2 separate regions of the Zea mays genome follow, and region 1 is linked to region 2. A link is a contact called in public Hi-C data. All regions are on one chromosome and are shown on one strand. Each heading gives the region's core, a stretch centred on a gene start, on an enhancer-like site or on the middle of the called end of the contact. The rest is flanking DNA. Distances are from core to core; before and after follow the strand shown.

The links. Hi-C and Micro-C count contacts between places; a contact is called where the count stands out from the background.
Region 1: a Hi-C map of ear shows a contact between it and region 2, with 3 times the contacts expected there. The contact joins the promoter of LOC100284161 here to the promoter of LOC100275151 in region 2. A contact is called at or near these places in 3 of 25 Hi-C or Micro-C datasets (bundle sheath, ear and tassel).

Annotation. Positions count from the first base shown.
Region 1 is chr7:79,166,485-79,173,853 of Zm-B73-REFERENCE-NAM-5.0, reverse strand. It overlaps LOC100284161 (heavy metal-associated domain containing protein), which reads right to left and starts at 1,542. Exons shown (of 3, transcript NM_001157058.2): 1 at 1,413-1,542; 2 at 1,241-1,319; 3 at 305-1,136. The coding sequence starts at 1,421. The coding sequence ends at 721.
Region 2 is chr7:78,898,011-78,905,467 of Zm-B73-REFERENCE-NAM-5.0, reverse strand. LOC100275151 reads right to left here and starts at 3,424. Exons shown (of 2, transcript NM_001362849.1): 1 at 3,315-3,424; 2 at 2,822-3,067. The coding sequence starts at 3,402. The coding sequence ends at 2,964. LOC100273895 reads left to right here. Exons shown (of 2, transcript NM_001148287.1): 1 at 1-293; 2 at 1,367-2,649. The coding sequence ends at 2,498.

The DNA of each region.
Region 1 (7,369 bases), core at 293-2,792, 270 kb before region 2:
ATTAAACTCGGCGAAACCACCCTTCCATAACGCCAGGTGGTTTTGAGGCTCAACCACCAAAACAGTTGTGAGTAGCGTACTGCATATGCGTCCCTCACATGATTGGTAGCCCGGCTGGTTGTGCGTTGACAGTGGTCGCAGACATGATTGGCTTCCTGTGTCGGACGAGGTGAGCCTGCACACACATGTAGCATAGGCAATTTTTACTGCTCAGCACATGCAATTTTTTCTGCTCCCACCTGCACGCGTGGAGACCAATCACTCGGATTCCGCAGGCCGTGTGGAGCGTGCAGGTGGGAGCAGGCCGGCAGATGCTCGCGGGCATAGGAACCAATCACTCGGATAGTGTATAAACACTAATTTTATTGCAATCCTTTTCTTCAACAAACACTACAACTTTACCAAAAACGAAAGAAACGAAAAGGAAACATCGGTGCTGCTACTTAGTCTGCACTTGAATCATAATCTTGCGGAACAGCTCTGCCTCCCATTCCACCAACACCTCCAACTCCAACAGATCAATCCGTCAACTTTGCTGGCCAACCCTGTACATAATTACACGGATGATAATGCCCATCACATCCTGGATCATCATCCTCTGTTGCACAGCTCAAGGCAGCATGGATCATCTTGTCCGGACGAACCCAACCATGTTAATCTGATCTCCATGTGTTCGGCCACCTTCAACCAACTCCTCAGATTAACTTGTAGGATGTTTTTTCACATGATGCTGCATCCAGGGTCCTGTTCTTGCTGCGGGTATGCTGCAGGATAGGAGTAGGCGGCGGGGTAGGGCGGCATGGCGTTGTACTGCTGGTAGGCGGCAGGGTACGAGACCGACGGCATCGCCTGGTAATGGCCGCCGTAGCCCCCACCGCCGCCACTGCTCTTGCCGCCGCTGCTCTCTTTGCTCTCCTTGCCCTCTTTGCCACCACCGTATCCGCCGCCACCGTACATCATGCCACCGGCGCTCCCGTAGCCGTACCCGTCGCCCTTCTTCTTGTCGTCGCCGGAGCTGACGCTGAGCAGCTCCGCGTAGCCGAGGCTGCGCCGAAGGATGGTTGTGAGCGTGATGGGGTCGACTCCATCGCCGACGACGGTGATCTTGTCGCCCTCCATCGTGGCGGACGTCACACCTGCGGAATCGTCCGGCACCCCAGGAAGCAGCAATTGTCAGAACCTGGGACTTGATGATGATGATGCCAATCAAATCGCAGTGATTGTTGTAGGTTGGTCTTACCGTTCATTCCCACAGCTGCCTTGAAGGCCTTCCTCCTCTTCCTCTCGTCATCCAGGGGCAACTTGAGCACAATCTTTTGCTGCAGCGAGAAATCGAAGAACACAGAATGAGCTCAGAACAAAAACCAAAACATTCAGGCACAGAAACGAAGACGGCAGGATGAGCAACCAACCTTGCCCATCTCTGTTCCACGGAACCAGGCCGTACAACAGTACTGGACTGGTCTGTACTTGGAGTCAATAGTATCTCGTGCGATATGATTGCTGAGCAAGACAAGAGGAGCTCTCGTGTGTTTGAGACACGAAGTACATGGCCACCACCACCTTATTTATAGGCAGGCAGGCAGGCAATGAGCAGGACGGCAGGTTGAGAGAGAGAAGGGTTTCCTAATTCCTATTATAATAAATATGTAACCACTGTATGTATGGGAGGAAGCAGCAAAGAAGGCTCTGGACAGAGAAGATGAAGCTTAGCAACAAAATGGAAGAAGAGAACAGCCAACCAATCAATCAGCAAGCAGTGCACGGCTACTGAATAATCCACGAGACGCACTGTGCCAAATGCCCAGCTCACGCTGAAGCTGGCTGGAGTTCGTGGAACCTCAACATCAGCGAGTGGCTGGTAGGGTCTGGTCGGTGCTACCGTGCCACAACTTTCCACACACCTTGATTATAGCTACCTAGCTAGTTCATTTCAGCACACCACAACACAGGTCAAGTCTCTATCTCCTTGTGTCCATATTTTCCTTCTCTCTCTTTCTTTCCCAGATCAATCTCTCCTCTCTCCCTCTAATTAAACTGATTGCAAGGCAAAAATGTTTGCTGGCGTACTATCACTTACAGTAGCAATTAGTGGCGGCCTGGCTATTACACCATCACCCACTTTTTTTTAATCAGTTAGCATGGTTGTTATACATACTAATTATTTGATACCTAGGAAACTCATGCGCTAAAATGAAATTTATCAAACTTCCGTTCCTAGCTTTTGAAATTGGATTAAACCAACAGCTGGCGCCTGGCGGACAGCATTTTCTTGTTTATATTACTGTAGGAGTATCATTTAGCTGTTTGTGCTGTCGGCTGTTGGTGATAGAGTTGGATGCTCTGTCTTGCCATTTCAATGTTTGAAGAAAGGGATAGGCATCAAAAAGGAGGCCGATGAAGTCTACATCGTCATTATGTTTGAAATTGAGGCGCCTGTAGGTCTCTTTCGGTGTGTTTCTTTTACCATGTCTGACACATGAAATTTCCCACGAGAGCTAGTCTGTGAGACACAAAACCGAAGAGAATTAAAGCCCTAAAATCCTTTTCTTATTCAAAAATTAGTAAGAAAAGGATTTTAATTAGTCTCTCTAATCTCCTCCGGCATTTTACCTCCAAAACTAGCTCTCAAAGTTGTATGCTTGAACAAAAAAAGATAAACGTTTGCTGTGAATATATACTGCCAAAAAAACCATGGGGGGTGGGGGGGGGGGGGGGGGGGGGGGGGGGGGAGAGCGCTCAGGATAAAGTTCGGACATGTCGTCTACATGAGAGTTTTACGGCTGGTATTGTTGTGTGTAGTACAAGATAGCTCAGGCCAGGATTTACAAACAAAATTTCGCTGAAATTCCAAATACAAGATAGCTCAGGCCACGAAAGAATTAATTATTCAATCTTTGCAGGTCACACGAGTGTCCGTAACTGTTATAGGGCACTACATCCGTGCTTTATAGGGCACTACAGTACCGCCGGCTCTGTTGGGCTCTGATAGTAACATATTTTCACTAGTGGGGCAGTAGAAATAGTTCTGTTGAGGGCTAAAATGAGCAACCGGACTGTCTAAGGTGAGACGAATTCACCAATTTAGGGTGTGTTTGGTTCGGCGACAGCCAGGACAGGGTCGTCCTCTGCCGTCCTCTCTCGTCCTTATAATTTTGAAAAATAACTAGAGATAACATTGTGATAGTACTGTTCCAACCATTGATCCTAAACCAAACGACTTTATTTTAGGAATCGTCTCATCCCGTCACGTCCTGTCATTGCAACCAAATGCACCTGAAGGAACCACCAATACATTTAAATCATTATAAATTAATTAGCCAAAGTTCACATTCAAGCAGAAAGAACAAAAACATGTATGCTTCGTGGAGACCAGGACTCGTTGAAAATTTTAGTACTATACTTCACTACCAAAGTACCCACTTTATTATCTGATTAACCTTTTCTAACAGCAATTATTGGAGGGACCCCCAAAAGATCTTGATGTTATTGCGTTGTAACATCACTGCTAAGAGCTATACAATTAAAAAGCATCGATCAGTGCTAATTAAGTATAAGACATTGGAAAATTTTCGCACGACATGCTCAGCCTGCTTGAAAAACATCAGCTATATCAACAAGAGATGAGTGATGCAATAAGATTAAGAGAAAAAAAACCATCATGATCATGAGTTAGTAAGAGCGATATCATGTGTAACGGATAGGTATGGTTTTTAACCGATTAGTTTTGACCTCAGTTGGACAAACACAAAGTTGCCGAACGTAAGATCCAAAAACCGGTTGCTGTCCAAGCAGGCCTTCGACCATGATGTTTATATGTCATCTTGTAGATTAATTGGATGTTGTCTAGTTGACAGTTCTTGATTAGCACAAAACTAGTTTTCGCTTTAACGTCGCTTAGTGCAGACGAATCAGCGAAAGAAAAACAAACTTTAAGCTTTTTTGACCTGTAAATCTTTTTTTCATGGCCCTGTAAATTTTTTCCCCAATCAATTCCACATGTTATTTTTTCAGTGGATATGAAAAAAATATTTACCGTACTGTGTCTGTGTGTTTGCATTGATAGTAATGATTTTTTTGAAAACTATTAAATCATAACAATTAAAATTAATGCTGCACCAAATGGACGTGTAAAGTACCGTTTTATATCGTAGATTGCACTATTTAAAGAGTAAAGTTTAAAATACAAAGTGAAATATAGAATAAGATAAAGAGTATTCTGAATTGCCTTGGTGACGCAAAGTTGCCGTTTCTCTCAGTTTGAAGGTTCCTGCAAAAGATTTTAGCGAGCAACCACCCACCATCATTTAGATTGTTTGGTATTATGTGCTTTCTTTTTGTCGTGAAGCCATTATCAAAATAGGTCATGTCATATGTTGCTTCTTCTTGCATTGTCGTGTCTCGTCCAGCCGGCCTAGCTAGCTAGCTATAGCTAGCCCGTGCCTAGCATGCAGGCCTCTGCACTGCATATGTGGCGTGCCCGTGGGGGCGGGCCCGATCGGGAAAGATTAGAGTACAGACTAGAGAGAGAGAGAGCTACATGGCGTCATGCTACGTTTTGGCCGCTTACCTTCCATGGTGTTTGGAGTGAGATTACAATCTCGTTTATATTGTTCAAAAACCGTTTTGTTGACCAGAATTTTACTTTCAAAATTTTAAAATTCTAAACCGAAATATAGGCACATATCCGTGCTATTTCACATTCACGTTTGGGCCTTACTTGAGATCGGCTAATTCATGAAAAAAAGTTATCTTAGCTATTTTGTAACCTCAAAATCATCAACTAAAAATAGTGCATTTAAATTATAGTAGTGAATATAGTAAAGAATATTTTTTAAAAATCAAGTGTTGAATCTTATTTACTTTTAGAATAATTTTTGTTTGCTTATAATTGTTTCATGATTGTTTTTACAAAAATTCTTTTATATGAAAACCTAATTAATTAATAAGATAACTTTGGTCCGAATCGCTCGGCCGAGCCGCCTTGACCCCGGTTGAGCCGCCCTCTCCTCTTCCACGCCAGAAACGGCCGCGTCTCTCCCCCTTCCTCTCCTCCACTCCCTCTCCCCTCATGAAGCTGCTGCCATTAATGGCTTTGAAGCCGTCGGCTGCCTCTCCCGCTCTCTGGCGCCCCTTCCTCTCTCCCTTGGCCTCTAGAAAAACCGGCCGAGCCGGACCTCTCTCCCCTCGCCCAAGCCTCTCCCTCACCTCTCTCTCTCTCCCTCGCCCTTGCACACCGACGGAGCCGTCGCCGCCGCCATCCACGGAGCCGCGCTGGATCGTCCGCGCCCTCCCGTGTCGCGCCCCTGCCGTGCCCCACCGAGCCCCTATCCGGTCGTGCCTCGCCGGAGCCACGCCCACACCGTCGTTCTTCGCCGCTGCGCCGTGCCCCCATGCCACACCATCGTCCGTTCGTCACAAGGTTGTAGACAACCTAGAATAATTTTATTAATTTTCGAAATCACGTTTTGAATTAGTTTATAAATTTTGTAATTATTGTGTTGTAATATGGGAATGTTGTGATTTGGAATTCACATGTATGTGAATTATTGATTTTTGGGCGTATATATATGCGATAATTTAGTGAATTATTATTAGTCATGTTATTTGGTTACAATGATTTTAGAATGTTGGATTAGAAAGAAGTATGACAAAGTTTGGTAGACATGTGTTAGTAGTAAAAACACTTGATAAGTAATTTCATAGTTAATTTTGTTTACGATGAATTTTAGAGTTTATCTAGAAGTTTACAATCAAAGGTTCATTTATACTCACTAAATAAATAATGAAAACTTCTTAACTAGAAATTAGTAAGTGGTGTAGAATTCATAATAATGCAAGTATTATAGTTTAATCAGTGGTTTAATTTATTATTAAATGTTTTGACCTCTGATTATTATAATGATGTTTTCTTTTAGAAAGAAAAGATAAAACTAAAAGGCGAATCATTATTTACAATAGAAATAATTAATTTATAATTAATTTTATTATGTAGAATTGGCTAAGTCATTTCATCTAAACTATGTTATGTAAAATACTTTCGTAGTCAAATGTCCATATAACTTTCTCTATTGACAATCCAAAATAGAGTTATAGTGAATTAATAAATGAATATGAATTAGGTTTTGTTCTAGGCACTTTTATAAGTATGGTTTGTTTGCATATGTCTATACATGTAATGGTATATGTTTGTTCATGTAATGGTGAATGTTATTCATGTAATGGTGTATGTGTTATTTATTTGGTGAATGTTTTCTTTTGTATGTACGATATGTGAATCTATATTAGAAGCTGACTATGTGGTAGAAGAACCGAATACGTTCGAAGACGACCCGCACGACACGTTGGAGCAAGACAAGTGGATTCTCCCTCTTTTCTGTTTGTACCCAAATATTGCATATAATAATGTTTACTTTTTGAATATTTGCATAATTTGATGGGATTTGCCTAAATAGGATTTCCTAGAAATACCAATCCTATTCCTTGATTACCCTGGGATAAATACTATGCTTAGCAATTGGTTCTACTGCTCCACTTGATAATTATGATGTCACTCTTTAATGATACTTTTGTTCCGAAAATGAAATTTGTGATACTATGTTAAACCGATGGTTAAAACAAGATCATGTTGTATTAAACGGAACATGGAGTGACCACCTAGGATAACAGTGCAACCACGAGTTCTATCATGGCTCTGGCTTTGGTAAATAGCTTTATAGACTTAGTTCTTAGCAATCCTACCTGAAAGATGGGCAAGAGGGGGTGACAGTGGTTTGGTGGCAGCTCATGTTAACATGGGGTGGTCATCTTGGCTAAGTTACCTTGCCCAGAGGGTCACAAATACTGACGTGGAAACCTTAGCGGGTGGCTTTGTACTAAGGATATCTTGTGAAAGCCTCATAATGGATCCCTAGCCATTCATGTCGGTAGTGTTTATGGGTCCGTACAACCCAGTCTAGATGGGATACATTGCTTGTGGGTAAAGTTGTACCACCTCTGCAGAATGTAAAACTGATATGTCAGCCGTGCTCGCGGTTAAGAGCAACCTAGACCCTCACATGATAATTAAACTTAAAGATGGAAAATAAATCGTGATCCGATGGTTTATAAATGGTTTGCTTAAGTGGTTTCACTTAACTGTTTTTGAGATATAATCATGTACTTATGTTTAATTGGGAATTTTGGGATACACTTACAACTAGTAAGTCAGGTGTTGTTAATAAAATATTGACCAACTAAAATGCTTACCGCTTATCCATAGCCTACCTTGTTAAACTTACATTATTCCTCCCACTTGGTGAGCCCCGACCATAAGTGAGCTCACCCCTTACTAATATTTTGATCAGAGGGTGATGAAGAAGACGTTGTC
Region 2 (7,457 bases), core at 2,175-4,674:
GCCGTCCCGTGGCGGGCCGAGGCGGCGATCGGGGTGAACTGGGGTACCGTGTCCAACCACCGCGCGCCGCCTGGCGTGGTGGTGGACTTGATGCGCGCGAATCGGATCAGCAAGGTGAAGCTCTTCAACGCCGACCCGGGAGTCCTGCGCGCGCTCGCCGGCAGCGGCATCCAGGTCATGGTCGGCGTTACCAACGACGAGCTCGCAAGCATCGCGGGGTCGCAGGCGGCTGCAGACGACTGGGTTGCGCAGAACGTGTCCCGTTACGTCGGCCGCAGCGGCGTCGGCATCCGGTGAGCCCCAGAATTTCTCTGGATCTCTCGCAATGTAGCATTGAAGTACAACCTTTTTTAGTCTTGCTTCCTCAGTCTTAGAATTTGGTTGGGCAACCCAGGATTTATGTAGTCAATGTACTTGAATTGGGTATATGTGGTGTCACTTTTTAGCTTTCAGTGGAGTATTCGCTTTGTTGAACTCCCTTGATTCTTGTGGAGCCGATGATGAACCTTTTTGTATGTTTCTTGTTTCGTGGGCATGAAGATGAGATGTTTCAAGTATTTTTTTTTAATTTGAATGAAACGTTTCTAGATGCAGTGCTTTAGTTTATTTAGCTTTAGTGGACTGTTTTTCGAGTCAATAGCTGATTGGTTTGGTGCAGAAGATGATCTCTTTTTTTTTCTTAATGTGGTTGCATAGATGTGGAGCATTGGTAATTCGAATTATGTGAAGAAGCTGGTCCATTTGCTCATCTTTTGTTCAGTTTGGTGCCTTTGCTAAGATATCGGTATAGTTATTTGAATTTGCAGTGACATATCTGGTTTCATCTATTTTGAATGTTTTATCATAGAATTCGATTAGTACATCTATATTCTTTTCAAGCATTATTTCTGCTTGTCTTTGTAGCAATATAGTGTTCTTTATAATCTGTATTAAATTGCAAGGGACTTGAGCTGCTGTCACTTCAAAGCAAGCAATCACTCTGTTGTTCTTCATATTGCACAAAAATTAAATTTCATCCGTCAAGTTGCCTAACACAAATCATGTTATTCTTTGTTTACGCAAAGTGAAACTGACCATTTAAATTAGTAGACACCAATAATAGTGAGAGGTTAAGAGTGATGTGCAAATGGTCAATAAATTATTATGAGAGCATTGCAGAATTACTGCTCAAGAAAACTGGTATAGTTGATTCAGGTTAACGATGCTTAGTCTGGCAAGTGATTTGTTTTTGCGTGTTCTTTACGAAGTTACTTTCTTTTTCATCAAATTTCACTTGGAATCTTGAATGTGGTGTGTCCATACAGGATTGACCGATTGACTCTGAAACAGTTGATTTCTTTGTCTAACTATGCATTTGTTTTTACAGATACATTGCTGTGGGCAATGAGCCTTTCCTGACAAGCTACCAGGGTCAATTCCAATCATATATCATTCCGGCGATGACAAATATTCAGCAATCACTGGTGAAAGCTAATCTTGCTAGCTATGTAAAGCTAGTAGTTCCCTGCAATGCTGATGCTTATCAGAGTGCTTCTGTTCCATCTCAAGGAGTATTCAGGACTGAATTGACTCAGCTAATGACCCAGCTGGCTGCTTTTCTGAGTTCTAGTGGGGCTCCATTTGTCGTCAATATCTATCCATTCCTCAGTCTTTATCAAAATTCAGATTTCCCACAAGATTATGCGTTCTTTGAAGGATCTACTCACCCAGTAGTAGATGGTCCGAACGTGTACTACGATGCATTTGATGGGAACTTTGACACATTAGTTTCTGCTCTCAGTAAAATTGGCTACGGGAACCTACCAATTGCAATTGGTGAGATTGGTTGGCCTACTGAGGGAGCACCAAGTGCAAACTTAACTGCAGCAAGGGCATTCAATCAAGGGCTTATCAATCGTATTACAAGCAACAAGGGAACTCCACTCCGACCTGGTGTGCCACCAGCTGATGTATATCTTTTCAGCCTTCTCGATGAAGAGGGGAAGAGCATACTACCAGGAAACTTTGAGCGGCACTGGGGAATCTTCTCCTTCGATGGACAAGCCAAATACCCCCTGAATCTTGGGCTGGGAAATTCAGTACTGAAGAATGCCAAAGAGGTTCCGTACCTTCCATCACGTTGGTGTGTCGCAAACCCTGCTCGGGATCTTGACAGTGTTTCAGATCACATGAAGCTTGCGTGCAGCATGGCGGATTGTACCACTCTGTACTACGGAGGTTCATGCTATGGCATCGGGGAGAAGGGCAATGTTTCATATGCTTTCAACAGCTACTATCAGCAGCAGAAGCAGGACCCAAAGAGTTGTGATTTTGGTGGGCTTGGGATGATAACATACCTTGACCCATCTATGGGCGAATGCCGCTTTCTTGTTGGTGTTGATGATAGCAAGAGCTCTGCAGTCGCCTCTTGTGGCGGTGGATGCTGCGGGGTCTGCTGTGGACTCTGGGTTTTAGCTTTGTGGGTGCTCACGTACCTTAGAATGATGGGTTCCGCTTGATTCTCAAATTGATATACCTTTGTGCCAATGTTTAGAAAGATTGTACAATTGACTTCTAGGTCTAGGAAGGAATGGACTGCACTGTCGCCACATGAGATTAGGAAACCAGGATTTATATATATAATTTAATTTATTGTTGAAAATTATGCCCATCTCTGAATCTGTTTTCCATTAGTTCCCGGGAACTATATACTACATCCGTTCATTTTTATTTGTCGTGTTTTAGTTCAAAAATGATCTAGTGGTCGATAAATATTCAAGAACTGAGATAATATACTATATTAAAGCTATGGTAAATTCTCCTTTTGTTGTAGCACCTGATGGAACCAAAGAGATGTTTTATTGTCATGCATGCTGCAGCATATATATCATATGCTCACAGAAAAGTGGCGGGATACTATAACAACTTTCCGGCGGAGTTTATTATGTATCATCATGATACTGTATTTATGATCTATCTCGAATTCAGCGGGTGGACGGTGGTGGCGTGGGCGGGCAACAGTTGTCGCCGCAGCAGGCGTGGCCGCATGTCACCTTCGGATGCTGCACCAGCCAGCAGCATTGGCATGCTGAAATGAAATGAAATGCATCCATGATCAGTATCGGACTACCAGGATCAGGAAAAGCTGTGAGATGATGCCAACAGGCTAACAGCATATGAGCATGACTGATGGCCTAACTGCCTGCAAGGCCGTCAGGGACACTCCTCTACTGATGACAACAATTTAACAGCATCTTTGGTCGGTGGAATACTAAGAAATGAATGAATGAATCAATCAATCAATCTAGTGAAGAGAATATTCCGCACAGACTTACGGAGTGAGGCCGTCGCCGTTGTGATGAAGAGTGCAAGCAACATGATCCATGCCACAAGGGCGAGGACAGTGTTCTTTCTGCGGCTCATGCTCAGAGTTCTTGTCTCAGCTGAGATGGTAATGTGCCATCTGCTACGTATATATATATATATATAAAGGGATCGACGACCCGACCGCCTATGCAATTGTGATAAGATGCAGCCGCTTTGCTGGACTTGACTGATCCGACACTCTAGATCTCTCTGTGTTGACTCGTCAGATGCTGGTTTTTTTTTATAATTTCTTTCCTACTTGACGTTCCGTTTTCTTCGAATACAACTTTGGCTGTTCTGTGGCTACATGGATTAACAAGCTACAGGAATTTACTACGCACCGAATTTCTTGCACATACAACATATCTGGAATTTGTCCTCAGATAAACAAATCAGATTTAAAACTAAGCAACATGAATCCAGCAGGATTTTGGTCACAAGAAATTTCAAGATATCATCAGTAGCTAATTGATATTTCTTTTGAAATTTTTATGCTGCTTTCATTTCAACATTTTAATAAACATCTCGACAGTCTAGGGTGTTTGTTATTCAGTTGCCAGCAACTCAATTTAGCAATACCTGATTGGTGTCCATAGAACCTTTCAGGGGTTCCGCCATCTCAATGAAAAAAATATACCGTATGTTTTAGTTGCTTGTATGAGCAAAGAAAATATACCGGCGGGTTGGTCGCTTGCTTTTGACTCCAAAGAGAAACCAAAACAAGACAACAATCTGAATTAATACTTTCTACGCCTTTTAATTAATTCTCTTTAGGAAGATTAATTAAAGAAAGAAGGCTAAAAGATTAAACGATAACTAAAAACATCAAGGTATACGGATATGACAGAATGATTCGTTCTAAATTCATTACCCTTCTTCGTTCATTATTGTGAATAATTACAAAAATACCTTTGACTTATGGAAAACACGAAAGCAAGACAATACAACTTCGAAGGCAGAGCAATTCAGTTCTCTCTCGTTCCTGGTCGCGAGTTCTGTGGACATTGTTCGTTATTTATAATGGCAGAATATAATTTCGTGTAAAATTACACACATGTTCATAAACTCTCTATATATGAACTATGACTCTTGCACTCTTGCAGTGGTAGTGCTTTCTTTTTCCTCCATTGACGTGTTGGCCAAGCATGCATCTCACCTGCTTTTGCTTCATATATTATTAGTACCGCGGAACTCAAGCTTCTTCTCTCCTTTGCTCCTATCTGCCCGTTAATCCCATGAGGTTGAAACTTCCTAGCTTCATCTCTGCTTCACGCATCGTTGCAGACGAAGGACAGCTTCACTATCATTTTATAGTATCTGAAACATATTTGACTGATAATACAATTCTTTGAGGACTTTCAGCAATAGAGGCCTCCAACACCGTAGATCACTGGATCCTTAAGGGTTGATTTGATGACAAGAGAATCACGGAAGAATTTGAGGGGATTGAGGGGGAAATAAACTAATTTCCCCCTTAATCCCCTTCAATCCTCTCGTGATCCCGGGTCACCAAATCAACCCTAAAGGAATAATTCCCTGTGTGCCATTAGAAATTATTGCTACTGTCCTATATGTCATACATAAAAAAAAATTGTCCTATATGTCACTCGATGACATCCAAGGGAGTATAAATTTCAATGGCATATAGGGAAATTTTCCATCCTTAAAACACTTGTTGTTTGATTCGTGTACCAGCACATGCAGCACCAGCAGCCGACAACCTCGGGTTAGGCTTGTCGTGCTCGTGCGGGCACAAGCCGTGTAGGCACGAATGCAGCATGGGGTAATGCAGGGGCACCAGCACACGCAAGTCGAGGTTCAGCAAACACGCAGGATCCTACTAGTCGTAAATTGATCCTCGGAGAGAAAAGTTGCAGATTTCATTTACAATTTAGATGAACGCATGTAACGAACTGGGCATAAATTGTTAGAATTTGTACGGTCTAGTTCTCCTAAATTCGTATGTAAAATTTTTAATAAACCCCAAAGGTGCAATAGCTATCTTCTTTAATACTCCCTCCATCTTAGAATACTAGTCGTTGTTAGAATTGTAAGCAGATATTATTAACATCTGATCATCCAAAGAGATTAATTATTTCAATTGATAGTTTTTTCGGATATCCGATAAATATTGAATATAGTATGGTTGATATTATCCGAATATCCGGATATATCGGATATATCCGGCCTACTATCTGATTAGTATTCGGCGTTGATTCAACCCAACGGCAAGCCGGCAAGGGTTCGGTGGACAGGTAGCTGCAGCGGGCGGCGGCCACTCTACATCGGCAGGCAGTGGGCGACGCCACTACATCACCACTCACAACTCACCAGCCACCAGGTAATTGCAATCGTTGCCCCATTTTGATACCTTTGTACTCTTTGGTCTTTAGTTCTTTACTCTTTAGTCTCTAGATTAGCAGACATATATCTTTTGACCTACTGCAGTGAAGGAAACATCAATTGTTGTTCATGTTGATGAAGGTGCTGAGGAATCATTGGTGCCTGCTGCAAAGAAACTGAGAGAAAAAAGCCGCGTATGAGGTTTGGGACTACTTCACAGAGTCCATGGTGGAAAAGAAGGGAGATAATGACAACATGGAAAAGGAAGTTTGGGTGAAATGTAAGAGGTGGTCATTCAAGAATCGTTGTGACACGTGGTGAGAAATCTGTCCGTCCTCGTTGCTGCTGGCTGTTCTAAATAGCAAATATAGCCTTTTCTATTTATTTAGTGACAAATAGTTACAGTTGAACTACACATCATTCTCGTTTCAATTGTTTACGGTTACAACTATGTAATACCCAATTTGTAAGAGAAAATATAAAAAGAGAAAAACAAATTTATTTCCTTTATTTATATGTGTGGGTTGAGTCTATTTGTCATCATATGTGAACACCATATTTAAAAACAAATAATTAATAAAATATATGTCACTAAATTATGCATCATGCTAGACTTTATTTTGTGTGCATTTTGTGACAATATAAAATAATGTTAAAAGAAAAATATTAGTACTCGAATTGGATGTAAGATTTAAATTGGAATTTTAGAATTAGAGGAGAAGAGCACTAGTACCACAAAATAAATACCAAAATAAATAAATAGATAAAATTTCTTTATACCATGTTTAAGATGTACATTTTATGAGGAAATAAATGTACTAGGAAGTTTGAATTTGAAATTGAAATTCGAAATGGGAAAAAGAAAGAAAAGGAAAAGGAAATATAAAAGGAAAAAGAAAATAAAAAAAGGAAAGACTACTTGGGCTTCGGTACTCAATTCGGCCCAATTCCCCTTTTTAATCCAGCGCGACCCACTTCTCCATCCCGCGCGCGCCGACAGCAGGGCCCCATGGGGCAGTCTCTCATTCGCATCTCGCGCACACTTGCCTGCTTCTCCCTGTTACATCGACCTGCGGGCCCCTTCTGGCAGCTGCTATTCGCGACTCAGTCACCCATCAGTGCCCTCGTTCATATGTCACTAACCATTGGGCCGGTGTCGTCAGCTCCATCTTCAACTGAATCCTGCGCATGGCGGGCGGCGCGGTCTCCTTCCCCTTCTTCCGGAGCTGCTGGTCACGACTCTGATTCCGTGGCTCCGGGACATTAAATACAGTGCTCGCCCACGAACCCTCCACCATAAACCGCACCATTAGCACCACGTCAGAGCACCTCGTCGTGAGCAGCGGCGGCGCAGGGTGTGCCCATCACCGAAGATCTCTCGGCGCCGCTTTTGGGGCCTTAGTGCAGGTTGTGGCGCTGCGTTAGGTCTCGGTGGTCACGTTCGTAGCCTTGGCAGGAGTCGTGGAGCATCCGGACCGAGTTAATTCCTCACCGTCGTCGCATCGCTGCCGTGGATCCGCCCGAGGTCGTGGTTTGCCAAACCTCTGGCGTATACCTCGGTGAGCACCCCCCTATCGTTTCGCAATGTCCTTCTCTCCGTGTACCTTGGTCGGATTTGGGGATGGCTGTAGGAATCCACGGGCGCGCTTAAGCCGACCATGGCGCCGCCGTGCAGGGCTGTTGCGCCGCCTTGCTCCTGCGTCGGGAAGTGTAGGGTGTGCGCGGGCCATTGGATGGGGCGTCAACGGCCACGATTAGAACATGATATA